Regions from separate parts of the Mus musculus genome. Here all the other regions are linked to region 3. Evidence: chromatin contacts called from public HiChIP or PLAC-seq and promoter capture Hi-C data. All regions are on one chromosome and are shown on one strand. The core of a region is the stretch at or near the end of the contact, and the rest is flanking DNA. Distances in the headings are between cores, read along the strand shown.

Region 1 (2,700 bases), core at 101-2,600, 180 kb after region 3:
AGCGCTGCCTCTTCCGGCTGCCAGGGCTGAACCGCACTCACACTTGGCCATTTCTCTTCTCCTCGTCCAGTCGCGACAACTCCCCCAGCCTGAAAGAGATCCGAAACGGCTGCCAGCAGCCATGCGACCGAAAGCCCACCTTACCTCTGCGTCTGCTGCACCCCAGCCCGGACCTGGTGTCTCAGGAAGCCACATTGTCTGAGCCACGGCTGAAGTCGGTGGTTGTGGCCTCCAGCGAGGTCCACGTGGAGGTGGAGCGCACCAGCACTGCCAAGCCGGCGCTGACCGCCAGCACGGGCAACGACAGCGAGCCCAACCTTATTGACTGTCTGATGGTCAGCCCAGCCTGTGGGACCATGAGCATCGAGCTGGGCCCCCAGGCCGGCCGCACGCTCGGTTGCCACGTGGAGATCCTCAAGCTGCTGTGAGTACCCTGGAACTCACTGTGGGGAGGGCGGGGTTTGGGAGGCTGGTCCTGCTGCCAGCCGGTGTTCTGTAAGGGGCTTATGCGCATGCTCCTGAGTCCTATGGGGTAGGTATATGCGCATGCTCCAATTAGACCAAACTGTGCGGAGGCAGGTGTGTCCCCATACTAGGGAAGCTAAGGCAAGAGGATGACTACAAGTTAAAGGACAACCTGGGTCTTATATAGTAGGTACTAGGTCAGCATGAGCTACTGAATGGACGCTCTCAAAAAAAAACCAAAAAGCACGTGTATCTGGGAGTTTGGGTCAGGGTTCTCCAGCATCCTGTAACATCACCAGCCGTTTAGCTAATGTCCTCAGTCGTGGGTACACGGCAACCTGAGTTAGGGTTCAGAGGGTGGCGGTGTCTCCAGCCACTTGACTCGTAAACCAGAACAGGGGGGTGGGACATGTTGGGGTCCTCCGTGTTCCCAGATAAGGACCATGGTGTCTAAAGTCGGATGTGTATACATGTTACACATGGTGACACACAGAACTGGGTACGTGTCCCCCAGGTGGCACTAACTGATCTGTGACGGTACTCCCTCCTGTAGTTGAGGGAGACAGTGGAGGCAGCAATCATCTATCTGTGCTTCCTGTTGCCCTTGAGGGGAGTAGGGGACCGGCAGAAAATCAGTGCCAGACTCTTGTGGCCCTCAGCTGAGGCCAAGGGAGGGTATAACTCAATCTACAGATCCTACAGCCAAAGGGAGAAAAATTCCAGAATCCTTTCCAAGCATCTGAGAACTGAGCTCGGATCTGGGCTTCCATAAGGCAGGGAGGAGTCTCGTTTCTTTCCTGGCCAAACCCACAGCACTCCAAGCCTCCCCGGGCTCTTGGCTGTGGACTCTGGTAAGCTACATTTCCTGGTAGCAGCCGTCCAGGCCAGAGCCTTGGGCTGTTTCCCAGGGGCCACAGCACAGGCCTCTTGCCATCTGGGTTCTTTGCAGGCCTGAGAGACATCACACCACTGACAGAAGTTAACTCCCTTACAGACATTCATGATTGAGTACTCCTTCCTGCTTGGCCAGACCTCCTGCGTGCTGCAGCTCCCAGGGTCAGTGGTCAAGAGGCCATGTCCAGGTTAAGAATAGTCTGATGAAGCCAGGCAGTGGTGGTGCACGCCTTTAATCCCAGCACTTGGGAGGCAGAGGCAGGTGGATTTCTGAGTTCGAGGCCAGCCTGGTCTATAGAGTGAGTTCCAGGTCAGCCAGTCTTCAAACAAACAAACAAACAAACAACAACAAACAAAACCAGTCTGATGAGCCAGGAAGAGTCCCACCAAGCTCGCTATTAGGTGTCTAGTCTCTAGGCTCTCAGACTCGCTAGATCTCAACAACCCCCTGCAGCTTAGAGGGCTCCTGTGTGTTTTGCATCAGGAAAGCAGGTTTAGGTGTGGTGGATCTGGGTGTATGGCCCTCAGGTGTCACTAACTAGTCTGTGACATGAACTGGTCATGTGGCCTCTCTGAGTTCAACCTAGCTCCAGCCCAGAGCAGACACTTCCACACACAGATGGACACCCAGTGTGTGGGAGGCACCAGTCACAGGGTAGTGTTTCCTGTCCTAAGATAAGAGTCAGGGTAAGGTACATTGCTAACTTCTTGACAACTTAGGGAAAGAACACTGTGGCATTCAACAGGCACAAGGTTGCCGAGAAATGGGTGTCTAACAGACAAGGCTTTATCTGTTGAGTAACATGAGACAGTGCTCTGTCTCCTCTAGGCCTCGGCTGCCTTGTCTTGTACCCCTCTGTGGAGGGCTGCTGTGAGATTTCTGTAATGGGATGATTTTTCCCCCTTGTACTTTGGTTCTTGGTGAGAGTAAACTGTAGCGTAAAGTACAATCCAGATGAGAGCTAAGAAAGAGAAGATGGAGCCAGGAGTGGAGATGCAGACCTTTAGTCCCAGTATTCGGGAAGCAGGGGCAGGCTGGTCTATGAGTTCAAGACCAGCTTGGTCTACGTAGTGAGTTCCAGGACAGCCAGGGTTATCTACAGTCTTGTCTCAAGAAAACCAATAAAAGGAAAAAGGAGAGAAGATGATAAGCTGTGGAACGGAGGCATCGCTTCACAGGACCTTGTGAGGGTGAAGAAAACCCCAGTCAGAACTCTGGGTGCCACTGGCTGCAGGGAGGATGTTCGTGTGGCCAGCCAGTCAGTGTGTTGTTCTTATCAGTTACAAGTTCCCCAAGGCAGGCTTTTACATCGCTGGAATGTGACACCTCTAAAATGTCAA
Region 2 (2,700 bases), core at 186-2,685, 200 kb before region 3:
TATGCCTGCACCACTCATGGTGCCTCAGCTGGGAAGAAAGTTCCACTTGAGCTAAGGCCCACACAGACCTTCTGTGACAGTCCCCAAATGCCCAAGGCCACAGGGGGAAACCTATGGCAACCAAAATGCTATGGTAAATGGAGTGAGCTGCCTAGCACCACCCACCTCTTCCTATCCATTGCCCGTCTGGCCGTGGTTGTCATGGCTGTCATGGCTGACTGGATGGTTTGCATGCAGCGTAGGTAGGGTCTTTGATGGTTCACTCTCTGTGAACCTTTGCAAAAAAAAAAAAAAATGTCCTTTGAGATGTGCTTGTCTTATGACCCTGCCACTCTCTGCTGCTATTTACAAGTCAGGGTCAGTGGACATGCGGAAGGTTCTATGAGACAGATCCAGCTCTGCTATTGAGGAAGCTACAACTTCAGATGTTCAAAGAGTCACAGTGCCTCCCTCTCTGTTCTCTCTCTCTCTCTCTCTCTCTCTCTCCCTTTTCCTTTTCTCTCTCTTTCTCTCCCCAACTCTCTCTCTTCCTCTATTTGCCTCTTCCTTTTTCTCTCCTCTCTCTTCTCCCTCTCCCTTAACTCCCCCCTTCACGTGTGTGTGTGTGTGTGTGTGTGTGTGTGTGTGTGTGTGTTGAGGACTATGACCTGGTATGCTCCTACCCATTGTGTCTCTTTATCCATTTAACCTTTTTATATATCCTACATTGGGAAAAGTCACTGTGTCGCTGGGTTTGGGCAGATGTTGCTATTGCATGCCGCCCTTCTGGTCTGATGACTGGGCCAGTGCTTTGGTGATGACAAAGTCTTAGGAGTCCCTCAGCCTGTCAACCTCTCTCATTATAGAACATACTCGACTGCATCTCCCTGACATGGACAATCCCCATTCTTAGAGAAGATGAGTCTGGGAGCTGAGGGAAGAGCAGAGCCTCTGGCTGGTACCTGAGGGCAGGCAGAAGCAGTACTCCACAGGGCCCAGGGTTGCGGGAGTGCTGCAGGAGACAGTGAAGCTCGTCAGCACAGAACCTTCCTCCGGGTCAATCGTGCAGGCAGGCACTTCAGGTCGAGGTAGCATGCTGATCATGTAGGTATCCTCCCCGTAGGCGTGGCTGGTCAGTGCTAGGAAGGGAAGATTCATTAGGTTTAGGGGGCTGTGTGTCCAAAACTTTAACCCCTCTTCAGGATGACCTGGGAACTTGTTAAACAACGATATCTGGCGCTCTACAGACCAGCAAGCAGCCTCTGACATATCTAGAGATTCTGGAGTAGGCCCCCAAATACTCCTATCTAACAGTTGTCCCTGATGCAGGCCCCCAGGCTCACTGACGAAATGGGCAGATGTGGGGCTGGAGTTCTGCTATTTCCTATCTAAGTGGCCTTGGCTTGACCTCTGTTGTCTGTAAAAGCGGAACCAATAATATAACTTCCTCATAGGATGACATGAGCAGATTACCCAGAAGTCAGATCACCAGGGAGGAGCCGAGACTGGAGCTGGGAGCAGGTGGATGCTACCCAGAAGTCATCTGTTTTCAGCCTCATACCCTCGGCACTGTGAGCCCCTGTCTGTCCTGCAGCAATGTACCACCACATCTGACACAGCCACAGGGTTCCAAAGAGCACTGGCCACAGAGCTGAGCAAAGGGGAATCTTTTTCCCTTTTAATGTTCTTTTTTTTATTTTATGTGCATTAGTGCTTTGCCTGCATGTCTGTCTGTCTGTCTGTCTGTCTGTCAGTCTGTCTGTCTGTCTATGAGAGAGCAACAGATCCTCTGGAGCTGGAGTTATGAACAGAGTCCTCCGGAAGAGCAGCCAGTGCTCTTAACCATTGAGCCATCCCTACACCTCCCACAAAGGAAAAATCTTAATTGGTTACAACTAAAATCTTGGCCTAACCCGGTTGAGGAGGTCTGAGGTTGAGCAGGTATGTTCAGCACACAAGTGCCCACCTCGGTTTGTCTGGTTGTGGTTGCTCTGTGGGCTGCATTAGGAAATACAGAACCAACAGGCACACAGGTAGTGCTTGCCTGCAGTCCTGGCACTAAGGTAACAGAGTCCAAGAAAGTGTTCTTAGAAAGCATAGCCATCTTTGTTCTGTGACTGTCTGAGCACTGAGTAACCCTGACTTGTGGTGGCACACACAGGTGGACTTAGAATGACCAGCCTGTACCACCAGCATCCTGCCAATCTTCTTGCATGACAATTCCAGGACAGACATTTACATCACCCCAGATCCACACGTGGGAAAACTGAGGCAACATGAAGTCAAACCCTTTGCTCAAAGTCTTGTAGGCAGAAAATCCCATACCTTGCTCCATGCCAGACCAAAGCCCCTTATTTTAGTGTTTCCAAGTTTGTCCTGGTCCTGTAACAAGAGATGGGGTGAGCACTCCTCACCTGTGACCCGGATGGGAATAACAGGTCCCCAGGTCTGCAGGAAGCTGCTGTTCAGCAGTAGCACGGAGGAGTTGCTGTGAAGGAGGGTCAGTGATCGTGGCCAAAATCCTCGGAGTCTGCAGGCAGCTGGGAGGGGCTCAGCCTGCAAGGGAAGAACTCTCAGGCCCTTAGAGTCTGTTAGGTAGGCCCCTGGACATCCTCAGCCCTGTGGCTTCCGAGCCCCTGGGCCTGTCAGATTTCTTTCTGACGAGTTAATGGCAGCTCATCAGAAAAGTGACCTACAAGTGCAGGGTGAACTCTCTGGGGA
Region 3 (2,700 bases), core at 37-2,536:
TCCCTTCTCTTCTCTTCTCTTCTCTTCTCTTCTCTTCTCTTCTCTTCTCTTCTCAGACATATACTACAAGTTGGCTTCGAACGCACAGCCAAAGATGACCTTGAATTCAAGTGCTTGCTTCCAACTTCCTTAGAGCTAGGATTATATGCTCATGCCACCTTGTGGGGTTAGGTAGTGATGTAGTGTCCGAGAACCAATCTAGGGTCTTGTGCATGGTAGATAAACACTCTCCTGACAACTGAGGTACACCCCCAGTCCTATTTATTTATCTTATTTTGTTTTTAAAAACAGGGCCTTCTGTCTCGACTGGCCTGAAATTTACTATGTAGCTCAAACTGGCCTTGCGCCCACAGCAATCCTCCTGCCTCAGCCCCCCCTGAGTACTGAGCTTGTAGTGGTGAGCGACCATGCATAGCTCTGTGGAGCGGGATAGTTTCAACCCCAAGAAACTGTTCTGTGGACCCATCTGGCCATCCCTGGGGAAGCAGCTTGTGTTGGAAAGGCGGTGTCAGGGGTGCAGCGGGCAGAACCCCAGCTTTCGGCCCAGTCTTGGACTAGGAAGGGGAAGTACTGGTCGGCATCCTCTTGGTCATGGGGCTGACTTTATTTCCCAAGCCCGGCCCAGGATGGCGTGGTGGTTAGGGGCGCAGGGCTAGTGCTCAGCTGTGCACCCTCGGGGGCGCGGCCCGCGTGACGTCCCCTCGAACACTACCCACATTCCGGGGCGCGGCGCGGGGACTGTCGACGCTTGCCCAACCCCGGCCCCCTCCCCAGGGGCCGCCCCTCCCGTCGGGCCGCGCCCGCCTCCACCAAGTCCCCGCCCGGGGCCCGGCCCATCCCGGACTCCGCCCGCCCCGGGGAGGCCGAAGCCGCTGTTGCCGCCATTGACGTCAGAGGGCGGGCACATGACCCCGCGGGGACCAATCGCGCGCGCCAGCCTCCCGCAATCTCCCCGGCAGCCGGCGCGGCCCCCGCCCGCAGCACACACTCGCGGACGGACGCGGACACACGCACCGCACAGCGCGCCCGCGCGAGGCCGAGACACGCCCGCGCCCGCCGTCCCCGGCGCCGCCCCCGCCCCCCGAGGACCCGATCCTCTCTGCGCCCCGCGATCGCCCGCCGCCCTCGCCGCAGTCGCCAACCCGTTCGCGCCGGCATGCGCCCCAGCAGCTAGAAGGAAGCAGCCCAGGAAGCGCCCCGCGCGCCCCCGCCTGCCCCCGCGCGCTCCCGTTCGTCCCCGCGGGGCGCCCCCAGCCCACGCCCCCCCACCTTCCCGGCGGTGGGGGGGTGCGGGCCCTCCGCGGGGGCCCCGCCGGCCCGGCCCCACGCCAGCCGCGATCGCGCGCGCGGCCCCCGCCCCGGCGCGGCCATGGATGTGACGAGCAGCTCGGGCGGCGGCGACCCCCGGCAGATCGAGGAGACCAAGCCGCTGCTTGGGAGCGACGTGTCTGGCCCCGAGGGCACCAAGGTGATGGGCGCCGTGCCTTGCCGCCGGGCCCTGCTGCTTTGCAACGGGATGAGGTACAAGCTGCTGCAGGAGGGCGACATTCAGGTCTGTGTCATCCGGCACCCTCGGACCTTTCTCAGCAAGATCCTCACCTCCAAATTCCTGAGGCGCTGGGAGCCGCACCACCTAACGCTGGCCGACAACAGCTTAGCATCCGCCACGGTGAGTGGCCCTGCGTGGCCGTGGGGCTTCCCAAGCTGGGGTCCCTCGGGACCGAGGCGCCCCGCTGCTTGTCTCCGAGCGCGCGGCCCCCTAGTCCCGGCCTGCGCACGGGGCTGGGCTGGAACCTCTAGACTTGATCCTCCAAGGCAGGCTATGGGAATCCTCTTTCGTGTCCTGGACACTTAGCCCACCCGGGCTGAGCGCTTGGGGACTTTTGCCTAAACGCTTGCGTTTCTGATGTCTGGGACCCTAGACTGGGCCCTGAGGATAGTGGTGTTTGTTCCTTTTCTGAACTCGTTGCCCATCTGGATCTGAGCTACAGGAGAAAACAAAACGCAACCCTCTCCTCCATAAAAGCCGTAACCCCCCAGCGCCAACAATTTCCAGAAAGCAACTCCTGCGTTTGCTTTAGCCTGCCTTTACCCTTTTTTTTTTCCCCTGCCGGGCCTGGCAAGGCAAAACCGGGTGCCTGCCCTTTCTAAAAATCTCCTTCGCACGTTAGGAGGTTGGAGGGTGGGGGGCAGGGGGCCGAGGTCCTGGACCCGCTCAGACCCTGGGATAGTCGAGTTCTCTGGGTAGAAGCAGCTGGGCTGCCCAGCCTGCCCTTGCGTTGTCTGTGGAGCGTGTGTAAGCATGTTTTGTGGCTGCGTCCTGTTTTGTTACAGTTTTTTTTTTTTTTTTTTTTTTTTTTTTTTTTTTTGCTGTGTGGCCAGGGCCAGGTCAGCTGGATGAGATGGAGAAAGGAGGATCTTACTAGTTGCTTTCGGAAATCGAATCTGCAAATGGTGGCCTTCTTCCTCCTGGGGACAGACAGCTGTGGTGGGGTCGAGGAGGGGGAGTGGGGGCGGTGGGCAGGGCCTATACAGGATGCTTTGTGTTTTCCAACAAGGGCAGTTTCAAATACAGGCTCTGGCTGGGCCTTAGCCTGGCGCTTGGGGACTTATCTTTGTAGGGGCCCCCTTCTTGTCTAGAACGGACCGTACCCCCGTGGCAGGCTCCGTGGTGTTTACTAAACATCATGGGAGGGGGCA
Region 4 (2,723 bases), core at 192-2,691, 150 kb after region 3:
TTCTTTCTTTCTTTCTTTCTTTCTTTCTTTCTCTCTTCTCTCTCCTCTTTGTGCTTTTCAGTATGGTTTCAATTTTCTTTAAAATGAGTGCCTATCATCTTTAGAGGAATAAGTAATTCTTCCAAACATAATAGCTTGCAGCTGGCCACCAAAATGGTTCCACGTTGAGAGCTTCCACCGAGCACAAGGGGAATCTGCTGTGGGGTTGCCCTGAGGATGCATTGTCCTGGTGATCGGGGTGAAATTAAAATAAATAAATAAACAAATAATGATCTTTTGACAAGGGCGTGGTTCTCTAGTACACATTGAAATCTGTGAGACCGGAGACCGGAGCTCAGCGGGCAGAGGTGGGAGGTCAGTCACCAGCAGCCAAAAACGCACGAGTGATGGGTTCAAAGTAGCCTATTTGGATCAGGGTGTATTTTGTCATTGAAGTAAGAGAGCTAGGGACACACTCCTGAGCGCCCTCTTCGTCAGCGCAGCCGATTTAATGGTCACAGGAGTGCTCTGCCCCAGTGGAACTTGCCATGCCTCTTCTGTCTTCAGAATGTACAAACCTATACCCGATTCGGTTCTCTTCCACCCTCTGTGCTGTAGCCGGTGCCAGCCTCAGTGGGTCAAGGAGTGCTGTGGAAAACGGAGGCTCTAGCACGGAGCCATGAGGTCAAGAGAGAAGGGGGTGGGGGGCGTGGGGCTGGTAGGCCAATGAAGGAACTCGAGGGAAGAAAGGGATGAGAGGGAAGAATTTAAAAACACCACGGGGAGGTGGGTGTGCTGGAGCTCGCCTGTAATCCCAGCACTTGGGAGGTTGGAGGCACATGGATGGCACAGCAAGTTCCACACCACCCTGGGTTGCTTGACACCGTACTGCAACAAGACAGAAAGATGGCTTATAGATACAAGTTTTATGCATACGATGCAGGTAGCACCAGGAAAGCAGAGTGCATGATAAGAGACGGGTGTGCTTTTTGTGTCCAAAGAGACAAATTACATGTCAGAGTTTCTGAGACTGGGACGAATTTCTCTGCCTAGAGATGTGGGACATAGAGCCCTAAAGGTGAAAAGGTTTCTTAATGGAGTCATTCTTACCCTGGTTCCATCCCCATCCGCTTGGGCTAGGATATGCCCTCCAGATACTTCCTTTTGAGCCCGGGTCATAAAACCATTGTATAATTCTTAATTCAGAAATGTCCCAGGAAGACCCCAGTGACCTTCAGGTTGAGCCTGGGTTATCAGTGAGGGCCGCTCCCTTTCTCTTTCCCCCTCTCCTCCTTCAGTGTTTGACTCAGAGTTTGTGGCATGTCACCTCCGCTAGCTATTGGCATGGGATGTCCTGACTCTTAAGATCCGTTTAAGCGATGAAGTTTATTCTGTTGAGAGTCCCAGCAAGCCGGGGCAGCATGGGGCCAGGCAGGCAGCCACAGAGACAGAGACGGGAGGGGAGTGCTTGGCTTGGACCTCCGCCCTCCATGGACTCTGTTTCCATGATGTCAGAGAGGCGGAACTAAGAAGAGTGCCTCAAATCCAGGAGGCCACAGCCCTGCCCTCCATTCGGGTTTGGAGGCAACACTGAGCGAGGTGAGCATGCCTCTGTTTTCCTTGCCTGGTTTCCTCCTGGGCTCGCTCCCCACCTGGCTGCAGCTGAATTCTGGCCTTCATCCTCACCATCCAGCTCTTTGTCTGAATGGCATTTGCCAAGAGACCTCATAGGATCCACCTAGGCAGAAGACACTCGGCTCACAGAAAGCCTTCTGTGGGCCGGGAACATTCCTGTTCTTACTGTGTTTGGCGACTTGGGGACTGAGTTTGGCGGAGGACCCCACGTTAAAAAAAAAAAACAAAAAAAACAAAAAAACAGTTTTCTAATTCCTTTTTATGTGTCATTGGGAACAGGGCGGGAAACTGCCGTTCCGTTCCGGCAGGGTGGTGTTCGTTCGGAGCCTGCCTGTCTGCAGACGCACCCTTGACCTTGGATGGAGTCTGTTCCTTTCTTGATGTATCCATTTCCTTTTGGGGAAAGCTCAGGCCAGGTTGACAACTTCCCAGGCCCTTTTCACCCCAGCCAGAGACATCCTTTGGTCATCTCGAGTGGTTTGCTAAGTCAGTGATGGATTACCACCTCTGTCCTCCTCCCCTCTCTCTCTCTCTCCACCCAGAAAAAGATTTACAAATACAAGAAAGTCCTGAGTAACCCAAGCCGCTGGGAGGTTGTCTTGAAGGAGATACGGACGCTGGTGGACATGGCCCTCACGTCGCCTCTGCAGGATGATTCTATCAACCAGGCTCCGCTGGAAATCGTCTCAAAACTGCTCTCAGAGGTAAGATGCATGCCCCCCACCCCCAGCCGGCCGAGCCCCCCACCCACCCCCATCCTCTAGGTTGTCTGTTTTTACTTCCATCTTGTATTCAGCCCCATCTGGGTGAGCAGGAGAGATCTACCTACCCGTGGTGTGCCATCCTGCAGTGGTTACTAAGGAAGCCAGTGTTTCTCACCAAGCTTGCTGGTTCTAGTTGGCCTCTAAACTTGTCTGGAGGCTTAGGGGACTGTCACTTTTGCTAAGCCCTAGGTTAAACGCACATCTTGGATAGTGGCTCTGACAGCAGCCGCTGCAACTCCCAGGGTCAAGTGCCAACTCTGTAGACCTCTAAAGACCCAAAGCAGTGGGTTTCATCCTTCCTGATACTTGGACCCTTTAATACAGCCCCCCATGTTATGGTGACAA

Evidence for each region. Promoter capture Hi-C pulls out the DNA fragments that hold promoters and counts their contacts. HiChIP or PLAC-seq counts read pairs in DNA pulled down with a chosen protein or histone mark.
Region 1: a promoter capture Hi-C map of liver shows a contact between it and region 3, with 5 times the contacts expected there. The contact joins the enhancer-like site here to the promoter of Cmip in region 3. A contact is called at or near these places in 9 of 39 promoter capture datasets (the 3T3-L1 cell line, the C10 cell line, hippocampal neurons and 5 more), 1 of 15 datasets of contacts at CTCF or cohesin (the NIH/3T3 cell line), 7 of 484 Hi-C or Micro-C datasets (bone marrow-derived macrophages, cerebral cortex, cortical neurons and 3 more), 24 of 115 datasets of contacts at active chromatin or transcription factors (the 230-238 cell line, the SCID.adh cell line, T-cell acute lymphoblastic leukemia and 17 more) and 4 of 9 other capture datasets (adipose tissue, embryonic stem cells, liver and 1 more).
Region 2: a contact with region 3 is called in an H3K4me3 HiChIP or PLAC-seq map of bone marrow-derived macrophages, with 3 times the contacts expected there. The contact joins the enhancer-like site here to the promoter of Cmip in region 3. A contact is called at or near these places in 8 of 39 promoter capture datasets (the 3T3-L1 cell line, the C10 cell line, the HPC-7 cell line and 3 more), 1 of 484 Hi-C or Micro-C datasets (the N1E-115 cell line), 5 of 115 datasets of contacts at active chromatin or transcription factors (bone marrow-derived macrophages, embryonic stem cells and extraembryonic endoderm stem cells) and 1 of 9 other capture datasets (pancreatic islet).
Region 4: a contact with region 3 is called in an H3K4me3 HiChIP or PLAC-seq map of embryonic stem cells, with 33 read pairs. The contact joins the enhancer-like site here to the promoter of Cmip in region 3. A contact is called at or near these places in 18 of 39 promoter capture datasets (the 3T3-L1 cell line, 3T3-L1-derived adipocytes, the C10 cell line and 12 more), 7 of 484 Hi-C or Micro-C datasets (bone marrow-derived macrophages, cerebral cortex, cortical neurons and 4 more), 20 of 115 datasets of contacts at active chromatin or transcription factors (the 230-238 cell line, bone marrow-derived macrophages, craniofacial prominence and 13 more) and 4 of 9 other capture datasets (adipose tissue, embryonic stem cells, liver and 1 more).

Annotation. Positions count from the first base shown.
Region 1 is chr8:117,436,496-117,439,195 of GRCm38.p6, forward strand. Cmip (c-Maf inducing protein) reads left to right here. Exons shown (of 21, transcript NM_001163262.1): 10 at 71-424. Among named protein-coding and RNA genes, the nearest start is that of Gm39260, 15 kb to the left of the region's middle. Within about 2 kb of position 1,351, at least 23 of the 459 cell types and tissues checked have an H3K27ac peak or open chromatin away from gene starts, as enhancers often do. A contact at or near this core is called in hepatocytes and liver, where this site is marked.
Region 2 is chr8:117,053,921-117,056,620 of GRCm38.p6, forward strand. It overlaps Pkd1l2 (polycystic kidney disease 1 like 2), which reads right to left. Exons shown (of 43, transcript NM_029686.4): 13 at 2,394-2,535; 14 at 942-1,118. Among named protein-coding and RNA genes, the nearest start is that of Gm15395, 23 kb to the left of the region's middle. Within about 2 kb of position 1,436, at least 63 of the 459 cell types and tissues checked have an H3K27ac peak or open chromatin away from gene starts, as enhancers often do. A contact at or near this core is called in the HPC-7 cell line, bone marrow-derived macrophages and hematopoietic stem and progenitor cells, where this site is marked.
Region 3 is chr8:117,255,733-117,258,432 of GRCm38.p6, forward strand. It overlaps Cmip (c-Maf inducing protein), which reads left to right and starts at 1,287. Exons shown (of 21, transcript NM_001163262.1): 1 at 1,287-1,669. The coding sequence starts at 1,370.
Region 4 is chr8:117,409,105-117,411,827 of GRCm38.p6, forward strand. It overlaps Cmip (c-Maf inducing protein), which reads left to right. Exons shown (of 21, transcript NM_001163262.1): 4 at 2,157-2,318. Among named protein-coding and RNA genes, the nearest start is that of Gm39260, 13 kb to the right of the region's middle. Within about 2 kb of position 1,442, at least 33 of the 459 cell types and tissues checked have an H3K27ac peak or open chromatin away from gene starts, as enhancers often do. A contact at or near this core is called in adipose tissue, embryonic stem cells, fibro-adipogenic progenitors and 2 more, where this site is marked.